7 separate regions of the Mus musculus genome follow, and all the other regions are linked to region 6. The links are chromatin contacts, called in public HiChIP or PLAC-seq and promoter capture Hi-C maps. All regions are on one chromosome and are shown on one strand. Each heading gives the region's core, a stretch centred on a gene start, on an enhancer-like site or on the middle of the called end of the contact. The rest is flanking DNA. Distances are from core to core; before and after follow the strand shown.

Region 1 (2,700 bases), core at 164-2,663, 440 kb before region 6:
CTGGTGACAGACCTGGGAGTCAGAAGACTTTCAGTAAGATCTTAAGGAGAGCATTTTAGTCTCGCTCTGTCTGTCTGGCCTCTATTGGCTCAGCCTGCATGCTTGTGGACTGTCGGTGACCATGGCTCAGGCCCGTTCACATACTCTGCATGATCTTAGGCCCAGATAATTCAGGAAAAATCAGTTTGAGAACTGAGCCTCTTTTAATCTGCCTACTAGGTTGGGACCGGATAAGGACTGGTTTGGGCTTTTGATTTGTCGACGTCTCCCGGACAGCTCTGTGTATAGTATTTCCATAAACTGTCTTCTTTCCCTTCCCTTCTCTTGAACGAAGAACGAAGCCATCTCCCCCCACACCCCCTCTTTTTGAGAAGAGACAAGAGCCTGCCGTTCCAGCCTCTTCCATCCCTCCTGCTGTTGCTTGGCTTTTCTTCAGTTTTATTCTAGCCAGTATTTGTATCTCCAGAGGGTCTGCAGCCACATGGGGCCCTGAAATGGGGCGAGCCCCCCCCCCCAAATTCTTACAGAAGATGACCATGTCTCAGTCACGGGAGCCAGGCTGAAAACTTTTTTAAAGTTCTTTTTATAAAGTCATTAAACGTGAAATCAATATTTTAAAAGACTAAGGTGGGGGGTGGGCTTTGAGAGTTCCAAATAGACAGAAAAGCTGATTTCATACTTCCCTGCCAAAAACATTGTTCTTGCTTTCAGGCAAATGACTTGGGTGTTAATTAAGGCTTCACACTTCCTGGCTATCTCCTTTTTCACATTCTTGCTGCTAATCGTCATGTTAAGAGACACATGACTTCTGTTTCAAAGGCTCCAGTTTAAGAGTGGAAACAAAAATCTCAGCTCCACAGGAAAGGAAAAGAGATTAGGATTCGAGTCCAGCCATTTGCTTATTCATCTGCATATGGTTAAAAGATTTCCAAGCATCCACTGGTTTCTCTTTCACTGTGACATGAGGCCAACCCAAGGAGGGGAAGAGAAAAATCCTGTTCCTCTCCTGATGTAGGAGCACATCTTCCATTCGCCTTGGGGGCAAGAGATTGCTTCCTCTTTTAATAGTAAGCCAAAGTAACCGAACTTGGAGAAACTGGCTTCTTCTGAAAGTTATTTTTCCAGTTAGCTTTTCATTTTATTTGCAGTGCCAGGCTGGAAACCATGCACACATTAGACTTAGCTGTATTTCCGGCCCTAATTACCTGTTGCTCTGCATCAATTTACAAATTAGCGGTGGGAAACAAGCATCATTTAATGAAGCCCACAGACTCTGTGGGTCAGCACTTCACAGGGTCTAGAAGGAAAGGCTTCTTCAGCTTCATGGTGTCTGAGCTTCAGTGGGGAGACAGGGGGGTGGAGGACACTAAAAGGGCTAGGAGTGACTCAACAGGCTCAGCTCGAAGATCCAAGGCCTGAAGCACCATGACTCAAGTTTGTACTAAGATCTGTCAACACGGTGTCTACGCACAGCCTGCCCATCCGTGAGCCTTGAGTTCCTCTGCAGTGTGGCTGGGTTCACTCTTCCAGAGAGTGATCATATCAGGACTCTGAGTGCAAATGTCACTTCAGGTGTGTTCCAAGTAGCTAAGGACCTCAAATTCAGGAAAAGACAGTTCAGAGGGAAGAGAGAAGCTGAGGCGTAAAAGACCAATTTGAAAACTATAATGCCAGACATGGTGCATGCCTTTGACCCCAGCACTTGAGAGGCAGAGGCATGGGATCTCTGCGAGTTTGAGGCCAGTCTCTTTGTTCTACATAGGGAGTTCCAGGAGAGCCAGGCCTACATAGTGAGACCTTGTCTGGAAAAAAAAGAAAAAAAAGTCTAGTACATTTCCGTCACACTGGCCCAGGGGGCAGGAGAGGCCATGCTGGTGTGATTAAAAATGAGACCACTTTACTGAGCTTGAAGGAGCAAGTTATTCCATGCTGGCCATAGTGGTTTCCACTGGGATATAATTCACATAAAATCCACCCATGTGTAGTTCAGTGGGTTTTAGTACATTCACAGTTGTATGACCATGATTACGAATTCCAGACACACATAACTCACATGTGTTAGAAGTAACTCTTCCATGTCACCTTCCACTGCCCTCGGATTCTGCTGGCCCAATTTCTCTCTGTGGATTGGTCATTTATAAGAAGGATTTATTTGTCTTTTGTTACTAGCTTCTTTCACTTAACATAGTATTTTCAAGTTTCACTGATAGAATACAGTGCATGTGTGCGTGTGTGTGTGTGGTAGTGTATGGTGTGTATGTGTGTGGTATAGGGTATGTACACACTCATGAGTGCATGTAACTATACATACTGAAGTACAATGTCCTTCTCAGTCACCCTCCATCTTATTCTTTGAGATGTGGTTTTTTTCACTGAATTTGAGTTTACTGGTAGAGATAGACTGGCTGGCCAGCAAGTTCTGTTGATCAGCATCTCTCTGCTGCCCCTAACCCTGAACTGTACTGCAGGAACATGCTGCTATGCCTGATTTATCACATGGGCGCTGGGAGCCTGACCTCTGGCCTTCATCCTTACATGACAAGCACATTTGACTGAGCCATCTCCCTAGTCCCTATTCCATTCCTTTTATCGATTGAATAATATTCCATTGTCTGTCTCTACCTGGCACATTTCATTTACCCATTTAATAGTTGACGGACATTTCAGTAATTCCTGGTTTGGGGCTGTTTTATGTAATGA
Region 2 (2,700 bases), core at 147-2,646, 310 kb before region 6:
CTCTTCAGGCATCATCTAATTCATTGGGCTGGAACTTGACCAGTAGGACTTGACTCGTAGGCCAGGCTATCCACCAGCCAGCCAGTCTCAGATCTGATTGTCTCTGCCTTCCCAGTCCGGTTCTGGTGAGCAAACTCAGGTCCTTGTGGTTGCAAGGCAACCCCCTTAAACTGCACTGACTCCCAGGCCGCTACATTTCTTCTTCAAGGCAGAACCTCATCATCATCGAAGGCAACAGCAGAGTGACGTGCCAGGACATAAGCTCTCTGCTTGGTTTCAGATGGCCCTTTGACACTGACATAGAGTGTGAATATCCTATTGGGGAGCATGACAAAATGCATGTCTCTGTAGCTATGCCCAATCTGTCCACCTGTCCATCCATCCATCCATCCACCCATTCATCCATCCATCTACCCACCCATCTACTTTGTCCTACCCCAAATCAAATCAGGCCAGAAGCTCTGAATGCCTGGTCCACATCTTGGTGTGGGAAAGCAGGGAAGGATTCTGAGAAAGACCAGGGTGGAGAAGCAGCCATGGGATACAGCAGGCAGAACGGAGGCTACACTGTTGCTTTTTCAAAGTCAAAGCAATCCTAACTTCCTCATATACTTGTTTTAACTGTTGACTCGCTTAGCTGAAAATACCTCCCTTGCAGAGTCTTCCCTGGATTCTGTCATCTGTGATGCTAGGAGCTAGCAAATCACCTTGGAAAAGGTTTAAACCTGAAGACTTGTTGTTGTTGTTTCTTTGTTTTGAGACAGGGTCTTATGTAGCCAAGACTGGCTCAAACTTCCTAGGTAGTCAAGGATGACCTTGAAACTTTCTAATTTTCCTGCCTTTGCTTCAGGAATGCTAGGGTTATAAGCATGTGACATTTCACCCTGTTGATAAGGCACTGGGATTGGTCCCAGGCTTTCATACCTGCTAGGGAAGGTCTCTACCTACTAAATTATATGCTCTAGCCCCAGACTTGACAACATTTGACAGAAGTCTTCCTATCAGCTTTACAGCTTTGCCTAAGTGTTCAAGCCTGACTGAATTTATTTACTCATGAAACCCAGCTTCTCCAAAGCCAATACAAAAGAGTTCCCCCAAGACAGATGTCCTGGCTCCCTCACCGTCACCTCCAGATGCCTCTGGTTGCACAAGAGGTCACGTGCTCACAGGAATCGGCTGACAGTCCTAAAATAGTGCCACTTACCAGCAGTGCCCAGGCTCAGCAGCACAGCCACCCAGAGGACCCAGAAGAAAATGAGGATGGCACACGTCCACAGTGGCTGGAACAGCAGGAAAGGACAGCTGCTGATGGCTTTGTTTGTGACGTGGAGAAGCTCAACTGTCAATTTTATCCTCTTCCTGAGGGTAAAAATCAAGGCCAGGAGAAGGACCTGGTGAGAAAGAGGTCAGAGTGAACCCCTCTGCAAAGGGGCGGGGCTGGAAAGCAACCCTGTAACCAGTGTCTCATCAAGTAGCCCTCCCTGTGGATAGTCACTGCTTCTGTTACACCTGAACTGCTACATTCCTAATCATGAACTAAGCCCCAACTATGATCGGGTCCCTGTGTGAGATCCCACAGTCATCATAGTGAAGGAGGCCTGACACCCTCCTAAAGAGCCAGCCAAGAGTAGGAGAAGGTGAGACTGAGGCTCTTTAAGGGTAAAAGAGACATCTTGTATTTTCCCTCCTCCGCATCACACACTCAGAGATGGGTTACGAATAGATAAGAGAACGTGACGTAAAAGGACAATGAGTACATCTAAAATCTACTTGCTATGCCATCTCGACTAGGTTTCCCCTCTCTGCATAGAAACAGTTTAAGTCTCCAGGTTAAGGAATCCACTGCCCTTCACCCACGAATTGCTTAGCCTTCTCTGCCATTCACTTCCTGGTCAAGCTTCTTGGTTTGTGTCTGTCACCCCCCTCCCCCCAACCCCTAACTCTCTCCTTATCCACCACTAATCCTTTGACCTCAGCTCTCTCGGGAAATAGTCCTCCCTAGGGTTGCTTTGGAACGCTTACTGTCACGACTGTAGAGATGATGGCAAAGGCTAGCATACAATTCATATTCTCCTTTTCTGTGTCCAGTTCTGTACTGAGGTCGTTGGTGTAGTCATAATACAGCCACCATAAGACACCGCAGACGACTAGAAAATAAAGCAACAGCAGGCATGGCATATGTCCTGAGATTACCTCTTCTACACACACACACACACACACACACACACACACACACACACACACACACACAAATACAACCACTGTAAGTCCAGCCACTTATAGTTGACCCAGTAACAGTGCCCAAACAGTGGATCCTATAGCCTCAAAAGCTTGGTAGCCTGGCACTTATCTCTAGGTGATCTGTGCCAAGCCAGGTTAGCCTGCAGAGGCTCTGTCCAGCCTGGGGTAGCTACTTACTGGTCTTGGGCAGACACAGGGACCTAGCCAACAGGATGAGTCTGAGCGTGATCAGGAAGGGGTGGCACCAAATAGAATGATGGAGCAGCATTTACTCGAAACTTTAAAGTGTTCACATAAGGTCTGCTGGTGACAGCCCCTGGGGCCAGGGGCTGGAGGTTGGCTTCATACTCACAGAGGTGGGTCCTTTACACGGCCCATGAGGATCAGGTTATCAGAGTCCCACTGATGCTGCAAACACTCTGGATTATGGAAAGCCATGACCATAAACCATCACTATTG
Region 3 (2,700 bases), core at 142-2,641, 500 kb before region 6:
CTCCACTCGTAAGTACAGTTCTGAAAGCCGGGGTCATAAACAGTTGCTTATACCAAAAAAAAAAAAAAAAAAAAAAAGAGGAATCTGGCAACTTAACATAACAGAAAAAAAAATGTAGTCTTGCCTCTGGCCCGACTCAGTGCAGCTGCCCAGGGACGTCTCCTGGCCCTGTCTCCTACAGTTGCACATGGCTCCTCATGGTGCTGCCTTAAGCCCTGCTGTTAAGGGAGCGAACCCCAGGCTTCACAGTTTGTACTGGTTGTGTGAGGAAAGGCTAGGTCTCTTACAACTTACAGACAGAAAGGAGGTTTCCCAGAAGCCATGGCAAACATCAGCCTCGTGGTCTCTACTGAGTTATGTGTGCGCTCATCTACTTTAGCCAATCTTAGGAGTCAGGAGTGGCCACTTTCTTATATAGGAAAATTATGGTCATTTTTGATTTCCGAATGATTGCTTAAACCATCCAACATCCATTAGGAATATATACTCTGCAAAGCTGAAGCTATTCCAAGCCTATTTGGGGCATTGGTTGGGGATAAATGAGATGGAGTGAATGCCACCAAAACCAGCCGGAAGGATGACTTAGCCAAAGGAAGACTGATATTGTCAAAAGAAGGAGCCAAAAAGTTGCAGGAAGAACATGACAGTTCACTGTAGATGGCTTAGAGTCTTTGGGTCATAATTCAATAATAATCTCTGGAAAAATTTTCTCCATGGCCAGGAAGGGTCTTCTCAAGGGAAGCTGGAGTCCTAACATGTCAGGCTGGATAATTGCCTGTGGTGGAGCCTATAATCCTGGTGTGTGGGATGCCTGAGCAGGAAAATCACTTCAAGTTCAAGGCTGGTCTTGGCTGCATAGCAAGGGCTACACATGTAAGCCAAGAGTCCTCACACCTGAGTCGAGAGGTCATTGAAACAAGCTAAAGATCCCTGAGGAGAGTCCTGTGCTCTTGCTTCACAATGGGAGATGAAGGTCTCCACAGGCTGGTTTGCTAGAGGGGGCAGCTGGGTGGCAGCAGGCTCACTCTACCACAGCTCGCTCGTTCATGTCACTCCTTGACACGTCAGCTCCCATGAGATAAACAAGCATTTGAAGGGCAAGTATATGAAAATTGTCTTGTGGTAAATTGTGGATGTCTTAACTTTCAAATGATCCATTCAACCATCATGTCTATTTATATACACATGCACCTATATATAGGAAGAAAGAGGACATTGCTTTTAAATATTATGAAAGAAAGGTGAAAGCTTAGTTGAGTGAAATTTGGTTACTTCAGTGTTCATCTTGTCTCTAGGGTTTTGCCCCAGTGCGGCATCCATTTAATAGTAAGTGTGTTGTACGTTTCGGTGTGTGGTAACAAGAAGAAGTGACCTCATAGCCACTCCGTCTGCTCTCTTGTGGTTTATGATACCATCTGGATTCTTTGGTGGAATTATTTTCCATCTAAATCACTGTAAGCTTCTATTTAGTTTTCACAAATCTGAAGCCAGATCTGTTTGTGGGTCTTGGCAGTGATGCAGTTCTGGAACATACTGTGACTGTTCAAAGTTGTCATTACCACCAGTGTTCGACTCTGGATTTCACGTCATTTCAGGCAAACTAGAAACCTGAAAGAACAAAAAATGCACTTCTCCACTTGAAGGTTTTACACCTCAGCATCTCCTACCATCACACCACTCACATTTGATCGTACGTTGGTTGAGATGGGTAGAGAACCATGCAGGGATGGGGGATGGGGGGGTGGGTCCTCTGGAGAGTCCTGCCCTTCAGTTAGGAGGCTCAAACACAGTGTTTTGCTGATGTATGCTTTTTGTTCCTGTGTGGTAGAGAGAGAACAAGCCTCATTTCCTTGGCTGACAGTGTAAAAGTGGGCGGATTATATTTCATAGCATTTCCATATTCGGGATTTGTCTTAGTTAGGGTTTTACTGCTGTGAACAGACACCATGACCAAAGCAACTCTTAGAAGAACAACATGTAATTGGAGCTGGCTTAAAGGTTCAGAGTTCAGCTCATTCATCAAGGCAGAAGCATGGCAGCATCCAGACAGGCATGATGCAAGAGATGCTGAGAGTTCTACATCTTTATCTGAAGGCTGCTAGCTGACTTCCAGGCAGCTAGGGTGAGGGTCCTAAGCCCATGCCCACAGTGACACACCTACTCCAACAAGGTCACACCTACTCCAACAGGGCTACACCATCTAATAGTGCTACTCCCTGAGCCAAGTGTATACAAACCATCACAGGAGTGTACACAGCGAACTATACAAAGAGAAATGAGACACCTAAGAGACCCCTTTCTCAGATCCTCACAGCCACTGGCTGCCAGGCTGGAGCAACACCAAAATCGCAGGACTTTCTTGAAGAAGCTGGGGCCTGAAAGTCAACAAAATCTGAAGATTTCAAGATCCTATGTCCTGTGTTCTTATTCTGCATTTCCACCCAAAGCCTTGGAGGTCTGAGGGTGGAGCCTGTCACTGCTGACAGTGGTCGATGGGACTGGTGAATTCAACCAATAGGGCAGAACTAACACAGGACAAAGATACAGGAGAGCAGAGTTCTGAGAGGGGAGTGGGGAGAGAGGGGGAGGGGGAGGTGGGGAGATTGAGAGATCTGTGGGCTTTTGACCATCAGTATATAACTATAAAGTGAGTTGAAAAACAAAGAACCTGAGTGGTGTATACCTTTAGTCCCAGAACTC
Region 4 (2,700 bases), core at 94-2,593, 390 kb before region 6:
CAGACCTCTGGTTCTATCCCAACACAGCAATCCTCTTTGTGCTGGGATAGAGTGCTTGAGACACTATGCCACACTCCCTTATTTCTATCCCAGAAAGGTTCAACTTGGGCTATTTGGGCTTCTCTTTTCCATGCAAGTGGCTGACCCTGGTCCTGTAGTCTCTTCTGGAATGTCAGCTGTATTTGGGAAACATAAACCAACATACTGACACCCAGAGGACTAAAACCTGTCCTAGATGTGCCCCAAGACACCAAGGCAAGCGGTGACACTCTGGAGGCAGTGATAGCTGTCATTATTAGGAATCTCTGAGTTGCAGCCTTCAAGCCACTAAAACGGATCTGAAGTCTACCGAGTAAGTTTTGGGAAAGTGAATGAGCTAATCTTTCAAAGACATATAGCCCAGTGTAGTGCCAGGAACACAGGCAGGGGACAGCGTGCTCTCTGTTCTCACCTTTCCTCTATCAGTTTGCCTTTGAGATCAGAAGAAAGGAAAGGGGACGGAAAAGAATACAGAGTGCTGATTCAAAGAGATTAAAAAACAAACCAAAGCAGGTAGACTTCTCAGTCAAGGCAGTCCTCTAATTAAAAACAAATAAACTACCTAGCCTTTTGGGCTGGCTGAACCCCCGGTGAAGGTGCTTGCCAAGGGCAACTGGTGGGACTCCAGAAAAGGACCCAAAAAGCTGTACCCCCTCCCCCCAAAACCTGGCTGTGCCACAACACTTTCCCAATTTCTTTCGCTCTGCATTCAAAGTTTAGACAGGATGAGCAGGACTTTGGCAAAGAGCGTTGACCGAGGCAGAGGTCAGCCCCACAGGTGCGGCAGCTGCGTGGGGAGGGAGACTTGGCAGATGTCCACGCAGGCCTCCCCCCCCCGCCCCCGGCCTGGCACGTGGATTCGAAGGCTGCTCCCCGGGTTTCCAGCGCAACATCTGGGCGCGCTGTAGCCCGGGAGGAGACGGATGGAGTGGCCGGTCAGCGGCGGGCCAGCTCGGGGAGCTTCCTGTCCCCCTCCACCGTCGGAGCGCCACAGATGCCTGGGAGTTGATGAGAACCAAGGCGGCTGAGAAGCCCCTAGGCGCCGGGGCGGGGCGGTCGCAGCCCGCTGACCAGCGGGGAGGAGGGGCGCCGAGGTCCTAGGTGGCGTGAGGGCGGGGCCGGGGGCTGGGACCCCGCGGGAGGGAGCGCCGCGCCCGCCGCGCTGCCATTGGCCGGGAAGCCTTGGAGCAGGCGAGGGGGGAGGAGGCGGCGCTCATTGGTCGGGCTCGCCGGCCAATCCCTGGAGGCCCGGGGGTGGGTGGGGGGAGACCAGGCTGGGGGCAGAGCGTGCGGAGCCGCGGAGCGGGCAGCGAGCAGGGCAGCCGGTCCCAGTCCAGAGCGACCCGGAGCCTCCGCGGGACTCGAGTCCTAGCGAACCTCGAAGCATCATCCGCGTCCGTCTGCGGCGTTCGGGCTTCTCCGGCGCCGCGCAGGGGAGCGAGCTCGTGCATCACCCGCGCGGCCGCCGCTGGGGCTAAGAGCAGGGACACCGAGGGTGACTGACCGCTAGAACTCTTCCAGTCGTCCAAACAGCCATGACCCACTTCAACAAGGGCCCTTCCTACGGGCTCTCCGCCGAAGTTAAGAACAAGGTACGCGCGCGGGCGGGCTGGGGGTTTGCCGCGGCGGTGGGGGCGCTGGGAGCCGCCGCGGAGAGACGTCGAGGCTGCGGGAGAGAGAGATGCTCCTCGGCTCGCGGAGCCTGGCTCGCACGCGTTGGTGCTGGCTTTGTTCCCGCGCCGCGGCCCCGGCGGGCGGTGGGGGTTCCCGGACGCCTGGAGTCCCGCAGCGCCGCAGGGCCCGCTCCAAGGCTGTAGGGTGCGCCCCTCCGGGAAGGGGGCGCTCCTGAGTGGCCTGTGGCCCTTAGGCGGGGCCCTGCCTTACGGCTGGGTCTCCGGGAGTTGCCGCCCCCGCCATCCGCCTGGGCTGGGGCTGCCGCGGGACCCTGCGTCTCCTCCCATTCCATCCTGGCCCCCTCCTCCCACAAGCGAAGTTGGGCGGTTACGTGGCCAACCCGGGCCCCTCATTGTTCCTTTCCTCCTCCTCCTCCATGGGAGAGTGTCCCGCCGACCCCTGGGACCCGCGGGCGGAAAGGGAGCCCGTCGGTGGTGCCTTGATGCAATCGCCGCTGGTGCGGGAAGCCCAGACAAAGCCTGAACGCGCAGCCTGCGAGCCGGATCAGCTGTAGATGAGAGACTTAGAAATGCAATCCTGAGAAGTTTGCAGCGCGTTGAATTGTCACGATATCTCGGCAGGGTCGCTTTTGTTCGAGGTTTATTTGCTGTGGCGGGTTGCAATTTTGGAGTGATTGGAATCTGGCTGCGTTGCTTTGCTGTGTACTCATCTCAAGAATGCACCAGGGTTTATCTTTCAGACTTTTGGCCTGGAAAAGAGATGAGAGGCGCCCCCCTCCCCAAATCCTCTCTTTCCTTCCTCCCTGCCTGCATTCCAAGTCCATGACATCAGGGGTTTCGGGGAGTGGGGGTGACCAGCCAATCGGCGTGGAACTGCGCACAGACCGCTCATTGTCTCCCTTTTGCTGTTCCGGCCAAAGCGCCACAAAGGAGGGCTGCTGTGGTTTAATTCCCATTAACTTCCCGGGAGCCGAAGCATGTCAGGATTGTCACCAAGCTGTCCCACCTCCGGTAGAATAGTTTGGCA
Region 5 (2,700 bases), core at 200-2,699, 380 kb after region 6:
CCGGGGATGCCTATGCCCTCATGTTGTGCAGTTAGATCAAGTAGCTAAGGCATGTTTAAATTATTTAAAAGCCCTGTCCGAAGCAACCGGATTGGCAGAAGTTTCACCCACGGTGGCTTTAGGAATAAATCTTATTTACAAGTCGTCACATTCCAGGGAAAGTGTTAAAATACAAATAGCCTTTTTCAGTCAGTAGACTAGCGACTCCTAAAACTCTTCTCCTGCCTCCTTCCAATCTCCATCTAAAGTGTTGCATCTTGGACTGCCTCTTTGTTGTCTTTGTCTGGATGATGATCCAAGTAAACCCAGTGACATCATATAAACGATCATTCAACCATCAGTGGTGGGTTTCAGGTCTTGATTACACAATGCTCAGACGCACAATGCATCTTTTATAGATATCTCATAGATAGCTTTCTGTATTTGGTAACAATGACGTTAGGTTTTGTTTTGCTTTGTTTTTCCCTTTCGCTCTCTCTCTTTTTAAAAAAGATTTATTTATTTTATGTATATGAGTACACTGTAGCTGTCTTCAGACACACCAGAAGAGGGCGTCAGATCACATTGCAGATGATTGTGAGCCACCATGTGCTGGGAATTGAACTCAGGACCTCTGGAAGAGCAGCCAGTGCTCTTAACCACTGAGCCATCTCTCCAGCCCATTTTTTCCTTTCTCAGACCTGGAAATCCAAACCAGAACATAGATGTGATAGCCAGCTGCCTTGCTGCTGACCCACAGCCCAGCCCATAATTGGAAAATTTATGAGGGTGTGGGTGGGTATCTATGTGCACCCAACTAAGTCCATTTTGTTTTTTCTTTTCTTTCTGTATGTGGTTCTGTGTCTTAGAAGCACGCTATAAGCAGTGGTTGCTAACCTGTGAGTCAAGACCTCTTTGTGGGGGTCAAATGACCCTGTCATGGTGATTGCATATCAGATGTCCTGCATATCAGATATTTACATTGCAATTCATAACAGTAGCAAAATTACAGTTATGAAGTAGCAACGAAATAATTTTATGGTTGCGTGTCCCCACAACATGAGGAACTGTATTAAAGGGTCGCAGCATTAGGAAGGTTCTCCACTGCCATAAGTGGACTATGGAAAAGTGATTTTTATCACTGGACTTTGCTCAGGAGCCATGTGGACTCCTGGGCAAACAAATTTAACCCATCTGATCAAACATCCACCTTTGCAGCCACTATGAGGCATGTTGGGTTAGCAGAGAACGTGGGTCCCCTGCCCTACCTCCACACTGTTTCCGATGCTACTCCTCAGTTTCTTCTCTCACAGTGCTTGCCCTGAAATATTTTTGTTATGTTGTGAATGGGGTAGACTCTGAGAAATTCATCAGTAGGCAATATTGTTGTATGACTCTCATAGAGCATGCTTATATAAACCTACTAGGGTAGCCTATAAAGGGCCTAGACTGCTTGGACTGGCCTAGTTTTTCCTAGGTACAGCACGTTACTGCATCAATACTGCAGGTAAATGTAAGACCGGGGTGAGGTGTGTTTGCATAAACAGAAAGGACACTGGGAAAACACAGGCGGAAGCTTTAAGGAGTTCAGCAGGAAGAGAGGCTGCCAAACATGAAGTGTCAGAGAGAGATGAGTGGGTGGGTGAGTGAACTGGGGGTTCAGGACTTCTGCGCTCCTGTAGGCTCTACAGACACCACACATGTAGGGCACACTCATCTTTCTTTCTTATCTATATATTTGTTTATTTATTATTTATTCTTTAATAATAAATCCATCTTATCATACAGTAGCTTTTTCCCACTAAAACCTCTTTTTAAGCCTTCAACTCTTTTTTTTTTTTAAAGTTTTACTTATTTTAGGCACATGAGTACACTGTAGCTGTCTTCAGACACACCAGAAGAGGGCATCAGATCCCATCACAGATGATTGTGGGCCTCCATGTGGTTTCTAGGAATTGAACTCAGGACCTCTGGAAGAACAGTCAGTGCTCTTAACCACTGAGCCATCTCTCCAGCCCTAAACCGTCAACTTTTAAAAACACTGATAAAACTACAAATGCATAGAGTTGCACAAAAATAGTTTCTTTACACCCTTATTCTATAAGCTTTTATTTTCCTACTTAAAAAAAAAAAAAAAAAAAAAAAAAAAAAAAAAACGGAACCAGGCTCTCCTGTAGTCCAGGATAGCCTCAGACTCAATATGAAGTCACTAATACTCTTGAACTCCTGATCCTTCTGTTTCTGTCCCCCCCGGTTGCTGGGATTACTGGCATAAACTACCATAGCCAACTAAACTTTTTATTCTTTCACTATTTTACTTTTAAAAATTTTTTGTTCAAAAATCAAAATACAAGCCTGGAGCTCCACGGGGGTAGACTTCCAGAGTTCTTGACCTCCACAGTTCTTCTCACCAGAGAGACTTCTGGGTAATAACTCACAGGGAGCTGTCACCTCCTAGGACAGCAATGCCTTCTGCTGGAATCTCTCCTGAAGGCCTTGCCTGACGCTCTAATTGGGGAGCGTCAATAGATGCAGCAGGAGCATCCTGACGGGCTCTCCTCCCAAGATGCTCTCTGGAAGTGCCGTGCCAGTGAAGCAGAGAAGCATTGCTTAGGGAAACATCTTTCAAGGTTTTCCTCTCTGTTGATAATGTTGCCACACACCTCACCCCTTTACTGGCAATGTGCTTGCATCACAATTCTGAAATATTTTTCCTCCAAA
Region 6 (2,700 bases), core at 3-2,502:
TGCAGCCAATGAGCAAGTCAAAGTAGATAAGACAGAAAATACTTCATGAAAGGATACATGGAGCTCTCTGCTAGTATTTTAGGCCAAATTCTAATAATAAGATAGTCCGAGCAAACCAAAAGCAGGAGACAATAAATAGTACCTACCCAGAGGGTTGATGAAATAAAATGCATGAAAGCATTATTCTAAGATTGGACACTAAATATCCAAACACTAGTAAGAATGCTTAGTTAGGAAGTAACCTTTTCTTTGTCGCTCGCTGAAATCAAATGGGCGACAAGAAGTTAAAATTGTGCCTGTAATCCCACCCCCAGAACTCAATTCTCCCTTCTTTCCTAATCTCCCAAAAGTTCAAAGTAAACTTTAACATTCTCTCCAGGCAGGTAGCTGTATGGTGTAATTAACAAGTGATCTTCACCTAAAACACACTTTCACCTTTCACCTATAAAGTCGACGGAGGAAACTTTGTCCTCCACACACCGCTGAGCCAATTCAACCTTTCCAAATGAGGGCATTCACTGACCAATTCCGGAAAAAGAGGGCACCGCTTTAGAAGAAAATCGTGCCCACTGGACCCAGAAAACCCCAGGAACGCCCCTGGCTACTATCCACCGCCACTACTCCGGAGTCGAGCTGGCGAGTAAAATGCCCATCCCGAACGAACGCAAACCTTAGCGTTCAGTGGCGATGAGATGGCAAAACCAGAATGCACCCATAAAGTTGACATGCACGGGGAGATGGTGAGGGGGCGCGGGGGCGCAGGGACGCGGCGTGTCCTCCTCCCTCCCGTGGTGTTGAGATTGCGCGGCGGCCGCCAGGCTGAGGGCCGCAGGGCTCCGGGACCGCTGGCCCGGTTCCGCGGGCACCCGCGCAGCTCGGGACCTGGGAGAGAAGGGCAAGGCGCGCGCCCGGAGCTCCCCGCTCGGGCCCGGGGAAGGCGGCGCGGCCGCGAGCCTCACCCGTGCAGGCCGAGGGCGCGACGCCGCTTATGGAGTAGGCAGAGCAGCAGGAACGCGGCCCCCGCCAGCGAGGTGTTCCGTGCCGTCAAGTACTTGCTGAAGGCCGCCATGGCACCGGCAGGGCGAGCGAGCCGCGGGATAGGGGACGCGCCGGCGACAACCTCAGTGCAGGAACCGCGGGGGAAACTGGGAGGATAGCTCGGCGCCGAGAGAGGGCGGGGCCGGCCGCGCGGGAACGCCCCCTGGCGCGCGCCGCCGCGCCGAGCCCACCGTGGACTTTGGCTTCCCGGGCGCGCGCGCGGGCGCGGGGCGATCGAAAGGGTCGTTCCCCGGGGGGACGCTCTGCGCACGCGCGGACCCCCGCGGACTCGGCCGGAAACGCGGCGGGCAGACAACGCTAGTCCTCCGCGCCGGTCTCCAGCAGCCCACGCTTCGGCCTTGCGATCTCTGCTTGCACACACCCTAGCTTTCTTTCACAAGAACTGGAAGAGCGGGCCGGGCCTGCGCCACGGACTCCGTGGGCCCTGCCCCTCCGCCACCCCCTGGATGGGTCGGTACCACCCTCTTAAAGAAGCCGGGGGAGGAGGGGAACGGCCCCATCACTAAAAAGGTCAATATTTGCAACTTAAGGAGTGAAGGGAGACCTGGAAAAGAAAGACTACAATCAGATAATCTTATTTCAAGTCGCCGTGGATTAGGTCTCTAGTTCTGTAAAATCGGTTTGGGAGGACGGGTCCACCACTCTGTTAATTTTTTTATAAAAATAATGTAGTGGGAAAAAGCTCAGAGTGCGTGACAAAAAGGAGTTTTAAGAAACAATTACTCTTTTTTGGTAGATATGTACAAGGATGGCGATAAAAAAATGTATTTCTTTATGTTAGGTCTGGTCAAAGAAAGTTTGAGAAACTCTGTTCTTTGCAAAGGGACATTCAGAAATAACAATCGTGCGTTGTATTAATGCTGGCCTTACTCCCAGAAGCAGACGAACTTTACAGATTACAGCATTCTTCTCCTGTCCCACCCCTATCATGCAGAAAGTGTTATCCCTAGCGTTTAGTCTAGCGCATGCACAATAACTTAATGAATGGCTGTTTTCAGTTTAAGAAACTGTCGAGAAGCAAGTGTCAGAAAGGAAGCTTCTAAAACCTCACAAAATATATAAATGTTGCCTACGCATAAAAGGAACCAATGAAACAGTGATGCCTAGGTGTTTTCTCTGTGTGAATGGTTAAATGGTTATGAGAATGGCAAAGACCACACACCGTGGTGTGTGCTGTGTGCAGGTGCTCAACAATCGTCAAAAGTCTAAGTTACGCAGAAGTAGAGCCTGTACCAAATCCTCCATATGCCGTTTGTGTGTTTTCCCATTACCCTGGGAATCACTTAGGTAATTAGGTATGCCTGGCACAGAGAATACAAGTATGAACAATCAATCCCTTATTCTCCAGAGGCTGGTGCAGAAGAAAAACATGAAGAAAAATATGGATGAGTTTAAGTGTCAGCTTAGAGAAGTGAACTAAGTGCTATGAGAATACCAATAAGAGAATTTAGAATTTTCCTAGAACTTTTCCTTAACACTTGACAAATAGGATGACGTCAAAGCTACACCCTAAGGCCAAAGGAGTCTGCTAGCAGGTGGGAGGACTTGGGTAGGCATTGTTTCACTAGTGAGTTGCAGCGCAGTATAAAAGCATTGGAAACTTGGGGGAGAAGAGTTTGTAATAATGAAAGGAGAGTTCCT
Region 7 (2,700 bases), core at 64-2,563, 330 kb after region 6:
GCATCAGAGTTATAAGCCAACCATTGACACACTCACTTTCTCATCTTTATGTGAAAGAAGGTAACCCCAAAGGTGGAGACCCAAGTTAAGAATGACAAGAGTTGACAGGTGGTGGTGGCACATACCTTTAGTCCTAGCACCTGGGAGACAGAGGCAGGCAAATTTCTGTGAGTTCAAGACCAGCCTGCTCTACAAAGTGAATTCCAGGAACATAGAGAAACCCTGCCTTGATACCCCCTCAAAAAAGAGAGAAAGAGAGAGAGAGAGAGAGAGAGAGAGAGAGAGAGAGAGAGACAGACAAGAGTTGAGACAGAAGAGAGTTGGGCTGTCTAAGCCAGGCATGGGACTAAGAGACACAGAAAGGAGTGGTGGTATTGGATAGTGCCTAAACTATCTGCAAAGGGCAGAGAAGACACAAAAGAGAAATCACAAGTTAGGCCCACAGTAAAGTCAAGGAAGACATCAAAAAGGGCTAACCCAGGGAAAATGAGCAGGAATTAGCTAGGTGTTTATAAAAGGGAAGAGTACCTTAAGAAAAGCCAGCAAAGAGACTTGGAGGTAGCCTGAAGCATGTAGAGTTTGACATAGACAGGACAAGACTTTAAGGGAAATGATGAAGAAGATGGAGTTACACCAGGATAAAGGTCCAGACACCATCTTGGAATAGAAATGGGAAAGAATTAAAAACCAGCTTAGCCTGGGCTGTTGTGGCACATGCCTTTAATCCCAGTACTGAAGAGGCAGAGGCAGGCAGATCTCTGTGAGTTTGAGGCCTGGTCTATGGGGTGGGTTCCAGGACAGCCAGGACTGTCACACAAAGAAACCTTGTCTCAAAAAAACAAAACAAAAAACAAAACAAAACCAAGCAAGCAAGCAAACATGGGCTTAAATCTGGATACAGTGGCCTTTATTTCTAGTTCCAGTGACTGGGAGACTGAAACAAGAGAGTCACTTGAGTACAGGAGTGCAAGGCTAGCTTGAGCAATATAGTAAGACTATCTCAAAATGTGAATTTAGATCAACAGAATTGACATCAAGAAAAATACTGATATCACTCAAAGCAATCTACAGATTCAACACAATCTCCATCAACATGACAATGACTTCCATCAGCATGACAATGACTCCATCAACATGCCAATGGGCCCCATCAACATAACAATGACCCCTATCATCATGACAATGATCCCCATCAACATGACAATGACCTCCATCAACATGACAATTACTCCTGTCAACATGCCAATTGTTGGGGTTCAGAAGTCACCCTGCAAACCACAAGAACACTAATCTCAGTCAAGCAGGGATGGTTTACTGAACGTATATCCAAAGACTGAGTGACCAAGGGAACAGCTCAGACTCTAGAGCTGAAAGCTAGCTGTGCGCTGGACATTTCTCGGGGCCAACTTATAAAGGCTAAAACTGCAAAACCCATAATGAGTTCATATGCAGATGTGGGGGAGCTGTAGACCGGTTGGTCTTTTCTCATGTTTCCTTAGTAATTTAGACAGAACAGTTCAAGCCAACCCCTATCTTGCTTGGTCATGAGTGACGGCTGCAGATGGGGAATTTCTTAAGATTAACAAACCGCAGAATAATCGGAACCTAACAGGGTAGGTGGTCTGCAACAGGGTAGGTGATCTGCATGCCCCTGCTCTGAGTCCAGTTCTTTTTCTGTGACCATGACTGGCGGGCATATTACAGTAACAATAGGAAGTAGCTGCTAGATATGGAGCAAATGGCTACAGCTGTGCTAGGGAGGCTACCTCAACACCGGTGATTTCCATCAGCATGCTGCAGATGACGTTCTTCACGGGAACTGGAAAACGGGGATGTGATAGCTCAGAAGGTTAAGGCCCTTGCTACCAAGCCTGATGACCCGAGTTCAATCCTCTGGATTCAGATTGTAAAACCAAGAGCTGATTGTAAAAAGGAAAAAAAGAAAAACGAAACAAAAACCTGACTCTTGCCAGGTGTCTCGTGACCTCCACATATATGTATGCCCCCACCAGGATAAATAAATAAATATAATGTATTTTTTTAAAGAAATAGAAAAATGATCCAGGATAAATAAATAAATATAATGTATTTTTTTAAAGAAATAGAAAAATGACCCCCCCCCAAAAAATATATATATAACTACACTAAACCCCATCTCCTCGCAGCCAGTGGCTGTCATGAGGAAGACAGATGACTACAACTGCTGATGAGTATACAGAGGGAGAAGGAACCCTTATACACCATCGGTGGGGATATCCATCGAGCCACTACGGAAATCAGTGCAGAGATTCTTTCCAAAAGCTAAGAGTAGAGCAGGTTTGGTCTATACCACTCCTGACATATTTCCAAAGGAACATATGTTAACATACAGTAGATACTCGCACATCCAAGTTTACTGCAGCACTGTTTGCAACAGCCAAGCTAAGGAACCTACCTAGGTGCCTGTCAGAGATGTGATGGGTGAGGTTCTATGCACCCACCACAGAGAAGGATCGAATCCTGTCGTTTCAGAAAAAGGCATGAAACCAGAGAGTAACATATTAATCCAAATGAGCTGGATTTAGAGACAAATGTATGCCTTCTCTCAAATGTGGAATCTAGAATGTGGCTTTGCTTGCTTCTAAATTTAGAGAGTAGGAGAACTATTTGGAGAACAAGGTGGGACAATGTTGTTTGCCTGCGAGGCTAAGCCCTCCCAAA

Evidence for each region. Promoter capture Hi-C pulls out the DNA fragments that hold promoters and counts their contacts. HiChIP or PLAC-seq counts read pairs in DNA pulled down with a chosen protein or histone mark.
Region 1: an HNF4G HiChIP or PLAC-seq map of pancreatic cancer cells shows a contact between it and region 6. The contact joins the enhancer-like site here to the promoter of Abcd3 in region 6. A contact is called at or near these places in 2 of 484 Hi-C or Micro-C datasets (CD8 T cells and nephron progenitors), 4 of 115 datasets of contacts at active chromatin or transcription factors (embryonic forebrain, embryonic stem cells, memory CD8 T cells and 1 more) and 2 of 9 other capture datasets (adipose tissue and liver).
Region 2: a contact with region 6 is called in an H3K4me3 HiChIP or PLAC-seq map of bone marrow-derived macrophages, with 6 times the contacts expected there. The contact joins the enhancer-like site here to the promoter of Abcd3 in region 6. A contact is called at or near these places in 8 of 39 promoter capture datasets (the C10 cell line, the HPC-7 cell line, the SN4741 cell line and 3 more), 1 of 15 datasets of contacts at CTCF or cohesin (the NIH/3T3 cell line), 1 of 484 Hi-C or Micro-C datasets (bone marrow-derived macrophages), 7 of 115 datasets of contacts at active chromatin or transcription factors (bone marrow-derived macrophages, embryonic basal ganglia, embryonic stem cells and 3 more) and 2 of 9 other capture datasets (adipose tissue and liver).
Region 3: a promoter capture Hi-C map of hippocampal neurons shows a contact between it and region 6, with 2.7 times the contacts expected there. The contact joins the enhancer-like site here to the promoter of Abcd3 in region 6. A contact is called at or near these places in 17 of 39 promoter capture datasets (the 3T3-L1 cell line, the C10 cell line, the HPC-7 cell line and 11 more), 3 of 484 Hi-C or Micro-C datasets (CD4 T cells, double positive thymocytes and pro-B cells), 13 of 115 datasets of contacts at active chromatin or transcription factors (cardiomyocytes, differentiating embryonic stem cells, embryonic forebrain and 7 more) and 3 of 9 other capture datasets (adipose tissue, embryonic stem cells and liver).
Region 4: a contact with region 6 is called in an H3K27ac HiChIP or PLAC-seq map of embryonic stem cells, with 7 read pairs. The contact joins the promoter of Cnn3 here to the promoter of Abcd3 in region 6. A contact is called at or near these places in 8 of 39 promoter capture datasets (the 3T3-L1 cell line, the C10 cell line, the HPC-7 cell line and 5 more), 1 of 15 datasets of contacts at CTCF or cohesin (the NIH/3T3 cell line), 3 of 484 Hi-C or Micro-C datasets (embryonic stem cells and muscle stem cells) and 7 of 115 datasets of contacts at active chromatin or transcription factors (astrocytes, bone marrow-derived macrophages, differentiating embryonic stem cells and 3 more).
Region 5: a contact with region 6 is called in a promoter capture Hi-C map of liver, with 2.2 times the contacts expected there. The contact joins the enhancer-like site here to the promoter of Abcd3 in region 6. A contact is called at or near these places in 3 of 39 promoter capture datasets (the 3T3-L1 cell line and liver), 1 of 15 datasets of contacts at CTCF or cohesin (the NIH/3T3 cell line), 1 of 484 Hi-C or Micro-C datasets (liver), 7 of 115 datasets of contacts at active chromatin or transcription factors (the NIH/3T3 cell line, cardiomyocytes, embryonic stem cells and 2 more) and 1 of 9 other capture datasets (embryonic stem cells).
Region 7: a contact with region 6 is called in an H3K27ac HiChIP or PLAC-seq map of embryonic stem cells, with 4 times the contacts expected there. The contact joins the enhancer-like site here to the promoter of Abcd3 in region 6. A contact is called at or near these places in 9 of 39 promoter capture datasets (the 3T3-L1 cell line, the HPC-7 cell line, embryonic stem cells and 4 more), 1 of 15 datasets of contacts at CTCF or cohesin (the NIH/3T3 cell line), 3 of 484 Hi-C or Micro-C datasets (adipose-derived mesenchymal stem cells, bone marrow-derived macrophages and embryonic stem cells), 8 of 115 datasets of contacts at active chromatin or transcription factors (bone marrow-derived macrophages, embryonic stem cells, pancreatic cancer cells and 1 more) and 3 of 9 other capture datasets (adipose tissue, embryonic stem cells and liver).

What each region holds. Positions count from the first base shown.
Region 1 is chr3:121,370,643-121,373,342 of GRCm38.p6, forward strand. All of the region lies in intron 1 of Gm33363 (a long non-coding RNA gene), which reads left to right. Among named protein-coding and RNA genes, the nearest start is that of Gm33363, 2.9 kb to the left of the region's middle. Within about 2 kb of position 1,414, at least 56 of the 459 cell types and tissues checked have an H3K27ac peak or open chromatin away from gene starts, as enhancers often do. A contact at or near this core is called in pancreatic cancer cells, where this site is marked.
Region 2 is chr3:121,508,170-121,510,869 of GRCm38.p6, forward strand. Slc44a3 (solute carrier family 44, member 3) reads right to left here. Exons shown (of 15, transcript NM_145394.3): 8 at 2,023-2,147; 9 at 1,205-1,391. Among named protein-coding and RNA genes, the nearest start is that of Gm38684, 22 kb to the right of the region's middle. Within about 2 kb of position 1,397, at least 21 of the 459 cell types and tissues checked have an H3K27ac peak or open chromatin away from gene starts, as enhancers often do. A contact at or near this core is called in bone marrow-derived macrophages and hematopoietic stem and progenitor cells, where this site is marked.
Region 3 is chr3:121,314,185-121,316,884 of GRCm38.p6, forward strand. The region is part of intron 2 of Alg14 (asparagine-linked glycosylation 14); the gene reads left to right. Among named protein-coding and RNA genes, the nearest start is that of Alg14, 24 kb to the left of the region's middle. Within about 2 kb of position 1,392, at least 11 of the 459 cell types and tissues checked have an H3K27ac peak or open chromatin away from gene starts, as enhancers often do. A contact at or near this core is called in hippocampal neurons, where this site is marked.
Region 4 is chr3:121,425,198-121,427,897 of GRCm38.p6, forward strand. It overlaps Cnn3 (calponin 3, acidic), which reads left to right and starts at 1,344. Exons shown (of 7, transcript NM_028044.2): 1 at 1,344-1,631. The coding sequence starts at 1,575.
Region 5 is chr3:122,192,987-122,195,686 of GRCm38.p6, forward strand. No RefSeq gene overlaps it. Among named protein-coding and RNA genes, the nearest start is that of Gm40137, 17 kb to the right of the region's middle. Within about 2 kb of position 1,450, at least 6 of the 459 cell types and tissues checked have an H3K27ac peak or open chromatin away from gene starts, as enhancers often do. A contact at or near this core is called in hepatocytes and liver, where this site is marked.
Region 6 is chr3:121,814,050-121,816,749 of GRCm38.p6, forward strand. It overlaps Abcd3 (ATP-binding cassette, sub-family D (ALD), member 3), which reads right to left and starts at 1,253. Exons shown (of 23, transcript NM_008991.3): 1 at 960-1,253. The coding sequence starts at 1,069.
Region 7 is chr3:122,144,413-122,147,112 of GRCm38.p6, forward strand. The region is part of intron 32 of Abca4 (ATP-binding cassette, sub-family A (ABC1), member 4); the gene reads left to right. Among named protein-coding and RNA genes, the nearest start is that of Gm40138, 19 kb to the left of the region's middle. Within about 2 kb of position 1,314, at least 6 of the 459 cell types and tissues checked have an H3K27ac peak or open chromatin away from gene starts, as enhancers often do. A contact at or near this core is called in embryonic stem cells, where this site is marked.